Linked DNA regions of Oryzias latipes: region 2 is linked to region 1. Evidence: chromatin contacts called from public Hi-C data. All regions are on one chromosome and are shown on one strand. Each heading gives the region's core, a stretch centred on a gene start, on an enhancer-like site or on the middle of the called end of the contact. The rest is flanking DNA. Distances are from core to core; before and after follow the strand shown.

Evidence for each region. A called contact is a pair of places that touch in the nucleus more often than the background predicts.
Region 2: a Hi-C map of embryo shows a contact between it and region 1, with 4 times the contacts expected there. The contact joins two enhancer-like sites. A contact is called at or near these places in 3 of 5 Hi-C or Micro-C datasets (embryo and fibroblasts).

The regions. Positions count from the first base shown.
Region 1 is chr15:16,017,599-16,025,080 of ASM223467v1, forward strand. The region is part of intron 14 of srbd1 (S1 RNA-binding domain-containing protein 1); the gene reads left to right. Among protein-coding and RNA genes, the nearest start is that of srbd1, 20 kb to the left of the region's middle. Within about 2 kb of position 1,978, at least 2 of the 8 cell types and tissues checked have an H3K27ac peak or open chromatin away from gene starts, as enhancers often do. A contact at or near this core is called in embryo, where this site is marked.
Region 2 is chr15:16,148,265-16,155,033 of ASM223467v1, forward strand. six3 (sine oculis homeobox homolog 3) reads right to left here. Exons shown (of 2, transcript NM_001122928.1): 2 at 6,402-6,769. Among protein-coding and RNA genes, the nearest start is that of six3, 6.4 kb to the right of the region's middle. Within about 2 kb of position 2,752, at least 2 of the 8 cell types and tissues checked have an H3K27ac peak or open chromatin away from gene starts, as enhancers often do. A contact at or near this core is called in embryo, where this site is marked.

The DNA.
Region 1 (7,482 bases), core at 728-3,227:
TCTTTGCACCATCTTCTTTACTCTGTGCTGAGTTCCAGGTGGGTTTGTTGAATCGAGGTTAGCAGTAGGACCGCAGCCTAAAATGATTCTGAGCTGTGAGTCTTTAAGTTCACACACAGACGTGCACTTCAGAGGTCACACCTTGGGTGTAAAGGCTTATGATTTTTCTCTAAAGTTACATTTTCCTTTTCAAGAGCACAAACGGTAAAAGTGGGGCCCTTATTAAGTTAATGTCCACTTGCTTATTTTTTTTTTCAGTGGTCCACGTCCACAGATACTTTTTTCTTTACAACCGTTGTGGGCTCATCCAGAGAGCAGCTGTTTCACATCTTGAAATAATGTCTCTGTTGTTTTTACTTCTTCTGTAGCTGTTGGCATCCACACTTTTCACAAACCATAAGAATGTTGGACCTATGCATTTGATGTGGTCCAAACTGAATGTCCTCCAGCACCCAACTTCACGGTTCAGCATGTGACACAAATGTAAACAATAAAAAAGGAACTTTTGCAAGTTTATGAACTTTTAAAAGTTAAAAAGATTTTATTCGGACTCTGGCTGCTAAAGTATAGTTCTTAGTAGGAATAAATGGCATGTAAATATGCTCACTGTGGACTTCAGCTTGTAGGGCCTCATAAATATAAGAAATATCAAAACCCTCTCATATTTTTATGTCTATCTCTTCATCTTTTATTATTATTTTATTTTACTTAACTCCTTTCTTTACTTTTTAAACATTTTTTATTTTAAGAAGAAGCGTAGTTGGTAATCTTAAAATAAAATAATAATTCCTATTAAACCAATTCATGCTGTAATATTATTATTAATTTGAATATTATTAAAAACTGTTCTATAATGTGACAAACATATAAAAAAAATTGTATATAATAAATGTATTTTAATCGGGATGAAGGCATGTCATTTTAAATACAGCTTAAAAAATATTTTAAACATTTATTTAAACTGGTGTTTTATTGAAAACACTGCAAATGGTGTAGAGACTTGTTTGGTTAAATTCAACGATGTACGGTATTTAAAAATGACTACCGTACTTTTCCATCTAAGGAAATGTAAAATCTGTTTTTTCCAGCTCACAGCAGCTTCATTGAGCTTTAAAAGGTTTATTGCCTTGGTGGCCTTTTTGTAAGATTTTGGCTTTTTAAGTGCCCACTCTGCAGGACAATGATGATTTAAAAGCAGACACGGGGGAATGATCTGAAGGATTGACAGCAGCTGAAAACCGAGAGTTTACTTCACTGGTTACTGACCCAGAGCTGACCCTGACTTACCACTGAAAAAACTTCCTTACCATTGCAAGAATGGTTGGAAAAATGGAATGAAGGACATCATGAAAAACAGAAAGACAGCACACTTCTTTATTTTAACATATTTATATCTGCATTCAAGTGACTTTTTGACCCTTTTTTTCTGAATGTTGTTGAATTTTTCGGGCTCTAGATGAACTGAAATGTGGCTTAAAATTTTTAGATTACCATGTGTTAAAGAATCAGACTTAGAATGTGAATGTCCATGAAAGCCATCTGGAATTCAGGCTATACTGAGAAGCACTGCAGGAAGATGGCCTGATTTAAGAATCCTGTTTTTGATCAAAACACCGGTTTCCTTGATCACTTAATAGTCCGTGTTTTTTTATTTATCTATTTAATGACATTTATTTTGCTACTTGTTAGGGGAGAAAATCATGCACACCTGTCGCAAATTGCATAGATGAAAATATTTTCAAAGTGATTTAACCAAGTGATTTTTTTCTCAGTTCAGTTACTTTCTTATCCTTTAACCCGACATATGCTCGACTCCTGAAAGCAGCTGTCAGAGGTTTGAGGTATGACATGGCTGTGCTTTGTTTACATGTACAGGCGTTCAGGTTTGCATAGTTCATTAACACTTTTCTCCTCTCTATGTGCCTCCTCTGTCAGCATTGGCTGTTGGGTAGTTCATTAAAATTCCCAGCCTCATTTACACCGTCTGCTTCTTGTCTCCCTGCAAGCATTCATTGTGTCTCCTCCCCCACCCTTAGCCATGTGTCTGTCTTCCACTTTTCTGTCCTTTTGCCTGAGTGCTCAGTTGGAATGACAGCAAGAAATGGCAGCCTGCAGGACATCCTAACTTGCATGGTGTTTGTTTGTATGGATGTGTATGTGTGAAGTATGGGAACATGTTAAATCTTCTATGTCTTTTTTGTCTGAGTCTTATCAATCTGAATACAATTCATTTAAAGATTACCTATACTATCAACGCTTAACATATTTGAATATATTTGTAATAGTTCAAAAAACACGTTTGTTTTTAACTTCTGTAAGTAAGGTCAATAGGTAGCACTTACTAGTCATTGGTAAATTTGCAGCCACTTACAATTTAAATGTGATATTACTGTTGTCATTGTTACTTTTACATTTGGTTTTGATGCATTTCGATGCCTCATTCTGAATATGGTTAAACTCCCTCTGTGATCATCTTTTGATCTACTTAAAAGTGTTCCCAGTGGCCTTTCAAAATAAGAAAAATGTGTCCTTTTCTAGGACATAGTTTCTGCCGAGCGGCAGAGTTGATTAGAAATTCGCCTCTTGAGTTGAGGGTGGGACTGTTGGCTTTACAGTCACAGTCCCATTCACACACTGGAGCCACCCTTCCACCAGAGGCAAGGTGGGGTTCAGTGTCTTCCCCAAGGAGTGTTCGACACATGGTTGGGCAGGGTGGGAATCGAACCTGCATTTTTCCGATCAGAGGGCGACCGCCCTACCACTGCCCCCTAAACTAAGAATAATCCTCTGCTTACTTCCCATAATCCTTTTGTTTACACTCTCTCCCGCTGGCCAACAGCCCCTCAACATAACTACTGGTGCAACAAAAAATGACGAGTAATATTTGAGCTATCCAGCAGTACAGTTTTGAGACAGATCCCACCTCAGACGAGGGAAACAAGACGTCTACAAGTGGATACATCAGAATGGAGCAGAGCAGGAAGCTTCTTTAAATGGCATTTTTAGATCTGCTTCTTATTCACAATGATTTGAATAAACAAATGCTCTGAAATGCAATTGTAAACTTAATTTTCTTTACATATGTCTTCTATGATGAGAAAAAGGCCACAAGAACACTATGACCCACTGAAATAGGTCTTTAGGGCAATAGAGTTGAATCGTATCTCATTAGACTGGTTTTGAGTTTGCTAAATTTTGTCATTTTGGAGGGATGCAGTACAGTAGATCCAACTGGACTTAAAGTCCAAACAGGAAGTTGCGTTATGTCTTCATCAAGTAAATGCAGGCTATTGTTCTTGGATCCACTTGAAAACCAAAATTAACTTTGCATAGTAAAAAAGCCTTATTGAGTTCACCATTGTATTTAGTGTAAATAATACAAGCTGTTGACATTCACTTTATTATTATTTTTATTACTAATTTCAGTATGAGCTTACAGATTTTGTGACTGTTGACATTTTTGAATTCTAGGTGTCTAATAAACCTAACTGTTTAAATTACATAACATTTTTGGTGGAAATTTTATTAAAGGAATGGGAGATTTCAATAATCATCACTTCAAATACAACAATAAGCAAATGCAACATAATGTAACATTGCAGTATGGTTTTAGACACAGTGATGCCATTTCTTTTTTCTATTCTTTATCCTAAGTGAGGAGTAAATCACCTGATTTGACTATTCACCAATGATTAGATTTCCAGCAAAGGAAGCCAACATGATTAACTTGAACAATGGGCCGCCAACATCCTGCAGGACATTAGACAGCATGAGGTATTATTGAGCTGACAAGGTTTGTCTGTGACTGTAGTGTCGCTCGCTGGCTGCACCTTAGGTCATTTGCTGTACAGCTGTGCCACAATAATTTAGTGACTCCCTGCTGCAAAATGCATTGTAACTGTTTTTTTTTTTAAATAAATAACCACGTTTTTGACTAGAAAAGGTTTTATAAATCAAGTTTTGAATAAACTTATTTTAATATTTATGCACACTATGTCAAAGATTGTTTGGATAAAGCTCCATATGGCTACCTTCTGGCCTGTAGGTGTGTGTCTTCTTTTCTCATGGTTCCCTGACAGGATAGAGCTGTGTGACCTTGAATACCATTAAGCTTTAACACTGATGGGACACCCAGGCTTTGTCAAAGCTAATAGGAACTTTTGGAAATGGTCAGAGGAATGTTTGTCAGTATGTGTGTATTATAGGAAATACAGAAGCATGCCACAAACATTGATCTAATGCATAAACATGTGAATGCTGCAAGGTTCTGTAAAACTCCTTAAGCTCACACAAACACAGATCTTTATCCAAAATTCATTTCTGCATGACTTTTGTATTTTTTTTTAGCTTAACCCAGCTCTTGTTCTGACTTTGCTTTTTTTGTGTCTGATTGCATAAAGTTGAACGATTATGTAACTTTTAAAATGACGTTTTGATGGTACTGGAAATGAACAGTGATCCGCACACTTTTGTATTTTGGGCTGCAAGCATCACAGATGACATGTTGTCTGAAACTGTTGATGGAAATGATATCAGAGGACAGCATTATGTGGGGTAAGGTCGGGGAGGTCTATCGGCACTTATGATGATACACACGCTGTGACCACAGCTTTAGGCTAGTAGAAATGACATCCAGTTTTTAGACCACTTGTTCTGTCGTTCCTGGAGGTAATTCGATGACTGCCCCTCTTTTTTTTAAGCCCACTAGTGATTCTTAATGGTTTTAACTTGAATAAATTAAACAGGTAGACTTTAATATTTCAATAAATTAATAACTGCTTCTATTGACGCACCAACAGATACACACCAGTGCTTGACTGCTCTGCCCTCTAGCTTCCTCTAGTTGGGATGAGATCATTATTACTGGATAGCTGATGGAGCTGGAGGACAGTGGTGGAGACTGTATTTATGACTCGATGTGGTGCGGGTATATGTATCCCCTGTCATACCCTCTGTCCAGGCATTCTCCAAGGGCCAAGCTAAGAGAGTGATGAACATGCAGTGGCAGGACAAGCGATGACTGGGTGAGATCCAGGGATTTAGGCCTCTGTGAAGGTTAAAGGTTGAACATGAAGGGAGGCAGAATAATTTACAGACACAGAAAAGCCTCTTCTTTGCTGTTGGTTTATTAACTATATTGCTCAAAATAGTGATTTAGAACAGTAGAATGACTTTCAATAAAAAATGATATTACATTCCATTTTATACTAAACAAACTTTAAATCTTAACTTTAAGATGAAGAAAATGTGCTCCATAAAGTCTTTTCAGGACACGGGGAAGAACGGAGCTCTGACTGGACCAATGATCCAAGTCAAGGGCAGTCTGAGAAGCATAGACATTTTTTATGATAATGTGACATTAAAAAAAAACTTTAACTGGAGATTTCATTTTGTATTTGACTTTCTTTTTAACTAAAGTTCTGTGTATGACACTTATCTCATTCTGATTTACTTTTGCGAATTTTTCCATTTCGATTTGCTTTAACCTGACACTCTTTAATATATATGTACCACAGAAAAATTAAATCTTTCTCACACTTCTTAATATTATTGAAATTAATTTAAAAAGAAGACTGGTTTTTGATGAGGAAACTGCAAGATGTTTCGCTTTGCTTCTCCTCACTCTGTTATACCTAAAAATGTAGTTTTTTATTTTTAACCAATGAAGCTAACTAGTTATACTTTGTTATTATTCTTCTATGGCTGCTTTTTATTTTATTGTATTCACTTTTATTCACCAATAGTTTTTTTTGTCAATTGTTTTTCATCATCTTCATCATCATCATCCTCATTTCTTTAAATCTAAAGCAAATTTAAACCAGCCAAAGAGGCCAAAAGTACTTTACACAGGGGAAAAAAACATTGTAAATGGCATAAACTTATATAGCGCTTTTCTACCTACAAGGCCCAAAGCGCTTTACAGTCACAGACCCATTCACCCAGTCGCACATACATTCACACACTGGTGGCGGCTCCGCTGGCGCCAACCTCCCAGCAGAGGCAAGGTGGGGTTCAGTGTCTTACCCAAGGACACATCGACTCATGGGCTTGCAAGGCGGGAATCGAACCTGCAATGATACGATCATGGGTCGACCGCCCTGCCGCTGCACCACGGCCGGCCCTGGTTGTACAATCATAAATCATATAAGAATTATTAGCATAAAACCAAATTAAAACAGAGATTAAAACCAGCATAATAACATGGCTAGGCTGATACTAAAGCACTGAAATGGAGGAACAATTCTTTTTTAAAACTCTCCAGGAGTGTCACTTCTCTAATTGCCAGTTGCAACATATCCTATAGTTTAGGAGACAACATGGCAAAAGCACGGTCCCCATGAAACCTACATTTGGTTTTAATCATTAAATTCACATTTTTTTCCGTATCCCTGTTGGTGATAAATTACACGGTTGAGTAAGTAAACTGAAAAGACTAAAAAAAGATGAACAGGGTCCTTTGATTTATTTTCGGCATTTGCAGGTAGTAGATGGTAAAAATACCTGCCAGTTATCCCTATCAACCTCTACCCCCTCCCTCGCCATTCCAAGCCTTTCTGGTTGCAAACGCTTGTCCCTTCTTCTATTCCTCCATTCATCTGCCATCATCCCCTGGGGTTACAGTGTTTCCTGTGATGGTTTTTCATTTGACAAACATTTGTGATGAGTTTGTGTGACATGTAATGTGTGTGCTTGCTGTGTATACTGTTGTGTGTGTGTGAGTGCGTGCCACAGGAACATGCCTTTCTTACTACCAGAATGATGCGAGTGTCTGTGAGGCTTTGCTCTTTTCAGACACACCTAACACCAACAGTTGGACTCTGTGCGTGTGTACGGCTGCCTGCCTGCCTGCCTTCTAGCGCCTCGATAGAGACTGACGGCCCCTGACACCTGCCATTTGGACGCTTTTCTCTGTGAAAAATGTCATCCTCTATAGACCCGACGTGTGTCTGTGTGCGTTTGTGTGTGCGAATGAGGGAGGTATGGCACATCTTCTATTCTTTTGCTCGAGGTCAAGCTTTGCAGCTGACTGAACAATAGACTCAAGCTGTTTCAGCAGCTTAGACAGAGAAAGTTGGTAATATAGTTTAGATTTTTTCCCCTTTTTTGCATCTATACCCGATCTGTTATTTTAGGTGTAGCCTATTTCTAATTCAATTAAGCTAGGTTCAATCTAACTTTTTTAGAAGAAGGAAAAAACTGTAAAATTCATTGAAAGTGCTTGAGCATAAAAAGAAGATTGTTTCATTTCTTCATTTTCGTTTTTAAAAGGGTGTTTTTGTTCTTGACAGTGTTTTTCACCACATTTCTAAGAGTCTTTCCACATGTGAAAATATTGTCTAATGTTCCTTGAATCCCTCAGTAACTGACTATGATGGATACCACCCATTTTTTTCTTGGAAGTGGTCTGTAACGTCAGACCTGAAAGGATCTGTTGAGTCATGTAGTGCGTTCAGTTCCTCTTCTCTAATTTTAGATTTTATC
Region 2 (6,769 bases), core at 1,502-4,001, 130 kb after region 1:
GTGTATCTGTGTGCATGCATGTGTTTGTAGAGCGGCCAAGGAGGGGATGCTGGTAGAAAGAATTAAACTGTTGGAAGAAATTCTCTTCTCAGCTCAGTTTATTTAGTTTGTTCAGAATTATATAAAATGTCATTTTGACATTTCTGAGTGTTGAAACATGTGAGGAACTCCTGAGAGCATTTGTGGGATTTTTTTCCCCTTTCAGATGGTGTTTGAGGGTCCCCTCCCCACCAGAACGAATCACTGCTGAGATTAAGTCAGTTTTGAAAGAATAGGAAAGAATATTTGCTGTTTTGGCCTGTGACCGCTCCCCTCTCATCCATCCATGAGACATTCACTCGACCTCTGAGCTCTGAACACTCAACTGTGTTTTCATTCTCCTTGTGGGAGTTATGCAGCTGCTGCTGCTGCCTGCTGAACTGGACAGAGTGAAGCGAGTGTGGAGGACAAGGCCAGTGTATGCTTTAATAATGCATGTGTTTAGGGGGGCCACCTCGGGACAGAGGCCGTTTTTAAATAGGCCGCTTTAGCGATGCTCCACAACCGACTCATGTACAAGAACCTATTAAATATAGAATAAGTGGTCGAACAAAACATCCTTCTTCAGCTGAGGGCCTCCTGAGCCCTGAGCCAGTTATTAACAGGGAAGGTCCATGTACCATGCAGATGTTTGATAGAGGAGGAATTGTGAAGAGTGAATTTAAACAACATTTTTCCTACAACTTTCTGTTTTCCAAGACAAGTAAAACCTTTCAGCAGAATACAGAAAGGCTGAGTAAAAGAAAAACGCCCCAAAGAATTCCAAAAAAGTTTTTGTTGTCAGTATTTATTAATAACCACTTTTTTCACACATCTGAATGTGTATTGTGCATACAGGCGATGTCATCAACACATGCCTGATCCTTGTGCAATAAAGTATTTTTAAAGTGCACTTTATTTCACAATACTTTCATTTGTGTAGAATACCAACATGTTGGATTTATTTTCATCTATATTCTTCAAACTTTATAACTCAGCTCTTCCGGCCTTACAAAAAAGCTTTGGCTATACATTCTTTTGAAGCTGGCATCAGAAATAAACCACTTTGAGACATTTAAGGGACTTTAAAATAGGGAAATTAATGTTTTGCATTTAAAATATGAAGTATCCCTTTTCACTACTGCAATCATTTAATGGTGGATACATGGCAAATTCCTGTAAGCGTTTCGCTTTGCATTTACAGTAAAAATCATTGCCGTTGCATGCTCTCTACTCTTTTCCTCCGGCTGTCCACAACAGGGGAGTTCAACTCTAAAAGGCTGTGCTTTAGCAGAATCCATCTGCCAACAGTTCTATCTGCTACCAGTCCTATATTTCTCACAGTCATCGCTCACTCTGGAAAATTCTGGGTATTGGATTTAAAAATGTAACCAGGGATCAGAGGTTTCCATTTCAGTCTTCTGGCATCTGGATCCCCGATCTCCCACTACATGGGGAAGTTGGTTTACTGTCATAACAGCATTTGACTTTCATGGAATCAAAATTTTCATGAAAATGTATTGACTGCATGTGCATGTAAGCAGACTGGAGCATTTGGCTTTTTCTGTTATTGTCTGTATACAGTAAAAATTGTGAATAGTTAATAAAACAAACAGTCATTTCAAATACAAGTGAATAGTTATGGTAGTTTATGCGCAAATGTATTTCCGTTGTGTTAAATGTACAAACACATTTTATTATTATTAGTAGTAGTAGTAGTAGCAGTAGTAGTAGTAGTAGTAGTAGTAGTAGTAGTAGTAGTAGTAGTAATATTATGAAAAAATACAATGGGCTTCCCGGCACTAACTTGAAAAAAGCTGATTGGAAAGACTTTTCTCTTTTATTCCACTTGTGTCCTCTAGGTGGCGGTCAAGGAACACGTTAGAGCCTCAGCTGCTCCCCGTCCCGCCGCTGTCTTCTCTCAGAGGGGCTTTCCTTCCCTCGGAGCTGGTTGTGAATGGGGGAAGGGAGGCATCCAGGGTAAACCATCCCATCGGTTTATAAATGGAGGTTAAATTGATAAGGACACCGGGGCCTCTGTCAATTCCCGACCTTTTGTTCAGTGCATTGGCCTCAAAAAGGAGGCGTGGCATCGCAGGCTTTGGAGGAGCAGGGTGTGCCACACAGACCAGTCAGTGTGTGTCATTCATTGTTGAACCCTTGGGCCCATTCTAAAATGTTTTTTTCCCCTCCAGAATATTCGATTGCAGTTTCTGCGAAGTTGAATAACTAATTTCCAATAAATTTAGCATCTGGATGGAATGTTTAGTGTTGGGCCAGTTTATTTACTAAATCGTTTAGTTCTCTGAAATATTCAAGTGTTGTGGAGCCAAAAAAAGCAAAGTGTGGATGTCTGTGGATGTCTTAGTTATTTAGTATTTTCTGGCAGCAGGAGCTGCAGAGGACAGAAAAAGCTCAGCAAAATAACCAACAAAGTTTATTTTAATATGTAGTTTTACTGTTTTGGACTGAGTTCAAGCTAAAGCCAATATTTCTCTAATTTTTAGAGGTTTAAATATTGCTTTCTTCATGCTTCCCCCCTTATTTATTTTGCTCCATGTGTGCGTAAAATCTGTTTGGTCGAGGCGCCTTTCTTTGCGCGCATCCGTGCCGTGCGCAGGAAGCCTGAGAACGGCTGCAGAAATCACAGGTGCCGGGCTCTGTTTAAGCTGCTCAGCCCTCTGTCCACTCGGTGTGCACAAGGCGAAAGATCACAGCACTGCTACGCAGCACCCCCCACACAACACACACAAGCTACCTTCGCGCCGTGCGTGCAGGGCTGCGCTTGTGCGCGCACTTGAGTGTGTTATGGGGGTGCGTGATAATCACATTCGCTCGAGTAAGCTAGATTTGGGTTGCTTTCATGTCGTACTTGTTTTAAATAGATGAGGCTTGCGCGTTGGCACTGCACACTAAGAAGCATCAGACTGGACCGCGTCTTGGCCACACATGCGCACACGCGCGCACACATTATACAGCGGGAGTGACCTCTAAATTGCTCTTTGTTGTTCTAACTTTGCCCTGAATGCTGACGTCGTCTTGCAGAGAGGACGTGCGCGTGTGATGAATGGTGTGCGTGTGAGAAGGCGCTGAGGGAGGTCGATCAGCTGTCATCAAGCAGCAGGTGCACAACGGCGCGCATTAGGAAAATTGCGCACAATTCAGCCACCACATTAAAAAAATACGCCTCTACATGCAAAACACATTTTGTAGTCTTATATCGTTCAACTTCTCCATCTCACCTTCTCCATCTCTTTAAATGTTTATTGAATTGTAAAAAATAAAATAAAAAGGAGTTTAAGTATTCTATTTATTCCATTGTAAATGGAATAAAAGTGATGTTTGATGAAATTACAAAATAGTTCATGAGATCGTCACTCTATTAATTACTGTGAATATGTGTTGTACAGAAAAGACTAGAAGATGTGCGTTTTGTCTTTAGTTCCAAAAATGGAGATGTGGCCCCATCATAACTGCTGAGGTGCAGAGTTTATTCTTTTAGCCCCCCCCTCATTCCGCCTCTGACAACTGCTGATAAATAAACATACTTGGATAAAAAGTCGCGCTCGGGTGTTGAAATCGTAGAAATCAAGAGGTAAGCAAGAACAGGTCAGGGTAATATTTGCCCCCCAACCCAGTTTGAATTGATAGATTAAAGTAATATATTGTAGTTGAGAATACGAAAAACAGACAGATTTTAGTTTTGACTGGATCATCCAAATGCAACCACCAACCCAACCAAATGAGCAGAATGTGTGAAACGTGTTTTCCTTTCCCATGCAAATGGTTATTTATCAAATATGCTGTTATTCCCCAATAAGGAGTTGACACTGAAGTGGAAAATCCTAAAGTTGTTATTTTTATGTCATAAAACTTGGTTTCTCACGCGAATTTAATGCATTTACGAGCGCATTTAGGCAACTTTGACAATCAAAGGTGAAGGACAGCAGGGCATAAAGATCACAACTTGTAAATAAAATGTTATTTATTTATTTGTTTGTTTATTTATTTGCCTGTCTGTCTGACTGCTCTCAAAGAATGCAGACACGTCCTTGGAGTCCAAAAACTGCAGTCATTTTCACAGTTTTAGAGACTTTATTGTGAATCTATGATAGATAAGCCTATGGCTGTTACACAGATTTGTTTTTTTTCTCTTCATTTTCAGGACTTAAAGACACAAAAGTCTTAAACTAGAAGCCATCTTGTACCCAATCAGATGCGTTTGTGTTTGTTCTGCACCAGGTTAATGTGCCAATGAAGAAAGCAACTTTAGAAAGAAGGGAAAAAAGACTAGTGGGTGCGGGTCTTCATCTTTGCTGCACTTGTCTCACACTCCTGTTTGCTCTCATGTAAGTATCAGACACAGAGATTACTCTTCGCTAAGTTCCTTTGTCCTGTGATCCATATTTGAGCTGACAGATCACGAACAAGAGCTCCCCCACTGTTAATGACCCCAGCCAGCAACACAGTCTCACACTTCCAGCCCTTTTCGCTGCTGCCGCTCTGGCCTCCGTAAGTTTGAACAACTGAGAACCAGTTTCCATGCAACTCCCTGACAATGTTACACGCGTCTGAGCAGAAAGACAACATTGTTGACTTATGGTGTGTGTCTGGTTTGACCTTCAGTTGACATCAGTTTTGCATCAGACGTCTTATTGCTTGTGTTAAAATTTGGAGTTTATTTGCATATCCGTACGCGCATTAATTTAGGGACGTGACGTGAACGTATTTCAAAGTTACGTCTTGAGCCCGATGTCTCTTGGACATGGCGCGCGTCCTCCATTCCTGATAAAATATGCTGTCCGGTTTACGATTAATTGAATCTAAATCACGACCGTAATGTGTCGTGGCCAATAAACTGGTGCGTCAATGGAGAGGCGAGGGTTGGATGACAAGGGTCTGCTTGTGCCACTGACCCTCAGAGCTCATTTAGGGGCCTATCTATCTCTCACAGGCCAGTTTAATATTTAAAATGGGTCTGAAACAGGATTCTGGTTTGCTTCATCTACAAAAAAGGGAATAGCGCTGCACCTGCTTTGTGATCTCTGATTCATACCGGTTTGTGAGAAAATTACGCGCGAGGAGATGCTTTGAAGGCATATTTCATCCATTGAAGAGGAAACATGCAGAAAAAATGGGGTCACATCAGAGGCTACAACAAAGTTTATCATCTATTTCTGCGTTTCCCTTCGCCTCGGATTTTTCTCATGGCCTCTTTAACTTAAAGCCTTTATAACAGATAAAACCAATTACACGGTTTGTTGAAGGAAAATTGGTTTCCAATCTTAATTCCAAATGTTAAATACCTTCTTTCAGCCTGTAATGCGTGCGCATTTATGTGCACACGGCGCTCTGGATAATTTATGTTTGAGCTTTCACTCTTGTGCACAAAAAGGAAACATTCTGGAAAATCATGTAATGCTTTTGTTCTTCTTTGAAACATCAGTAGGTCTGGAGCCTGTTTTTTTCTCACTCGAAGAAAGTTTCAGCGAGTAAACTTATCCAGATTGGAGGTTTAAGCAGTTCTTCTACCTTGGAGTAGTGCGCCTTAGCGAGTAAGCCCCGTCCCACTTTCTGCTGCAAACGCACGACTGCAGCAGTCGACGCGCATGTTTACAAGAGGGAGACCCGAAACAAATCTTTGCGGAAAGTGTTTCCACCAAAGCCGTGGCTGTTCGCGCAACAGTGTCCTCAAGCAAATCATACCGAGGCAGCAGCATAATTGCTTGGGGATTTGGATGTGAAGAGACTGCAGGAGAGACAGCCCCCCACTTTTTTTTCCTCTCTTCTTTTTTTAGAGGGGGAAATGGTTCTTGTCCGAACGAAGAAAAGCTCTTTTCAGGAGCTACAATGGGAGATTGAGACAAGGGAGGAGTCCCATCGTGATTAGCCCATTTAATGGTGCGTTTACTTAATTTCTGTATTCACCAGCAACGGTAAACAAAGGGGGAAATACCACTCAGATATTTATGTGCTGCATGACATCAGCAGACATATTTAAAAAAGAAAATCACATCAGACACGGAAGAAACCAAATCTACAACTTTGAGGAAAGTTATACCAGCTGACGCTTTGACTTCATGCGTAACCTGCGCCGGGAGCACATAAGCTATGCTCAGCATTAATGCTTCCACAATCCAATAATGCACCAATATGAACATGTGTTTAGCCACTTACACCGTTCTTATCTGTAATCGGATGGAATGACAGACAAAGACGAGTAGCAAACGGAAATGTGGATTTGTAAATTTACGCACAGAAAAACCACAAAGAAAGAAAAAAAAAAACAACAAACAATTTGCAAAAGCTAATAAATATATTTGTATGTGTGTGTGATTTAGCTCCTTCAAAAAATAACAAAAACGCCTTTAGCACTTCAGTTGTAAGTTTTGACAAATATTTTATGTAGGAACACCAAGTCAAGAAAAGTGAGGAAGGGATAGAAAAGAGGGTGACACGGAGGAAGGGCTGGATAGGTCAGGAGTGAGGAGCAATAATTATGTACAAGCATATTTCTACACGTATATTACAGAGCGGGAGAATGATCGCATTATTTGAGATATACATAATTCAATATAAAATTTTGAAAATAAAAATAAAAATCTGATACAGTCAGAAACGGTTCCGTTTTTGACACATTTCTAAAACCATGTTTTCCCCACACAGGCAGTGACAGAGGTGTGTTTGAAAAAAGGTGCTTAGGACATAAAATGATTGTCTGATGAACACAAAGTTTAAAACAGGATTGCAT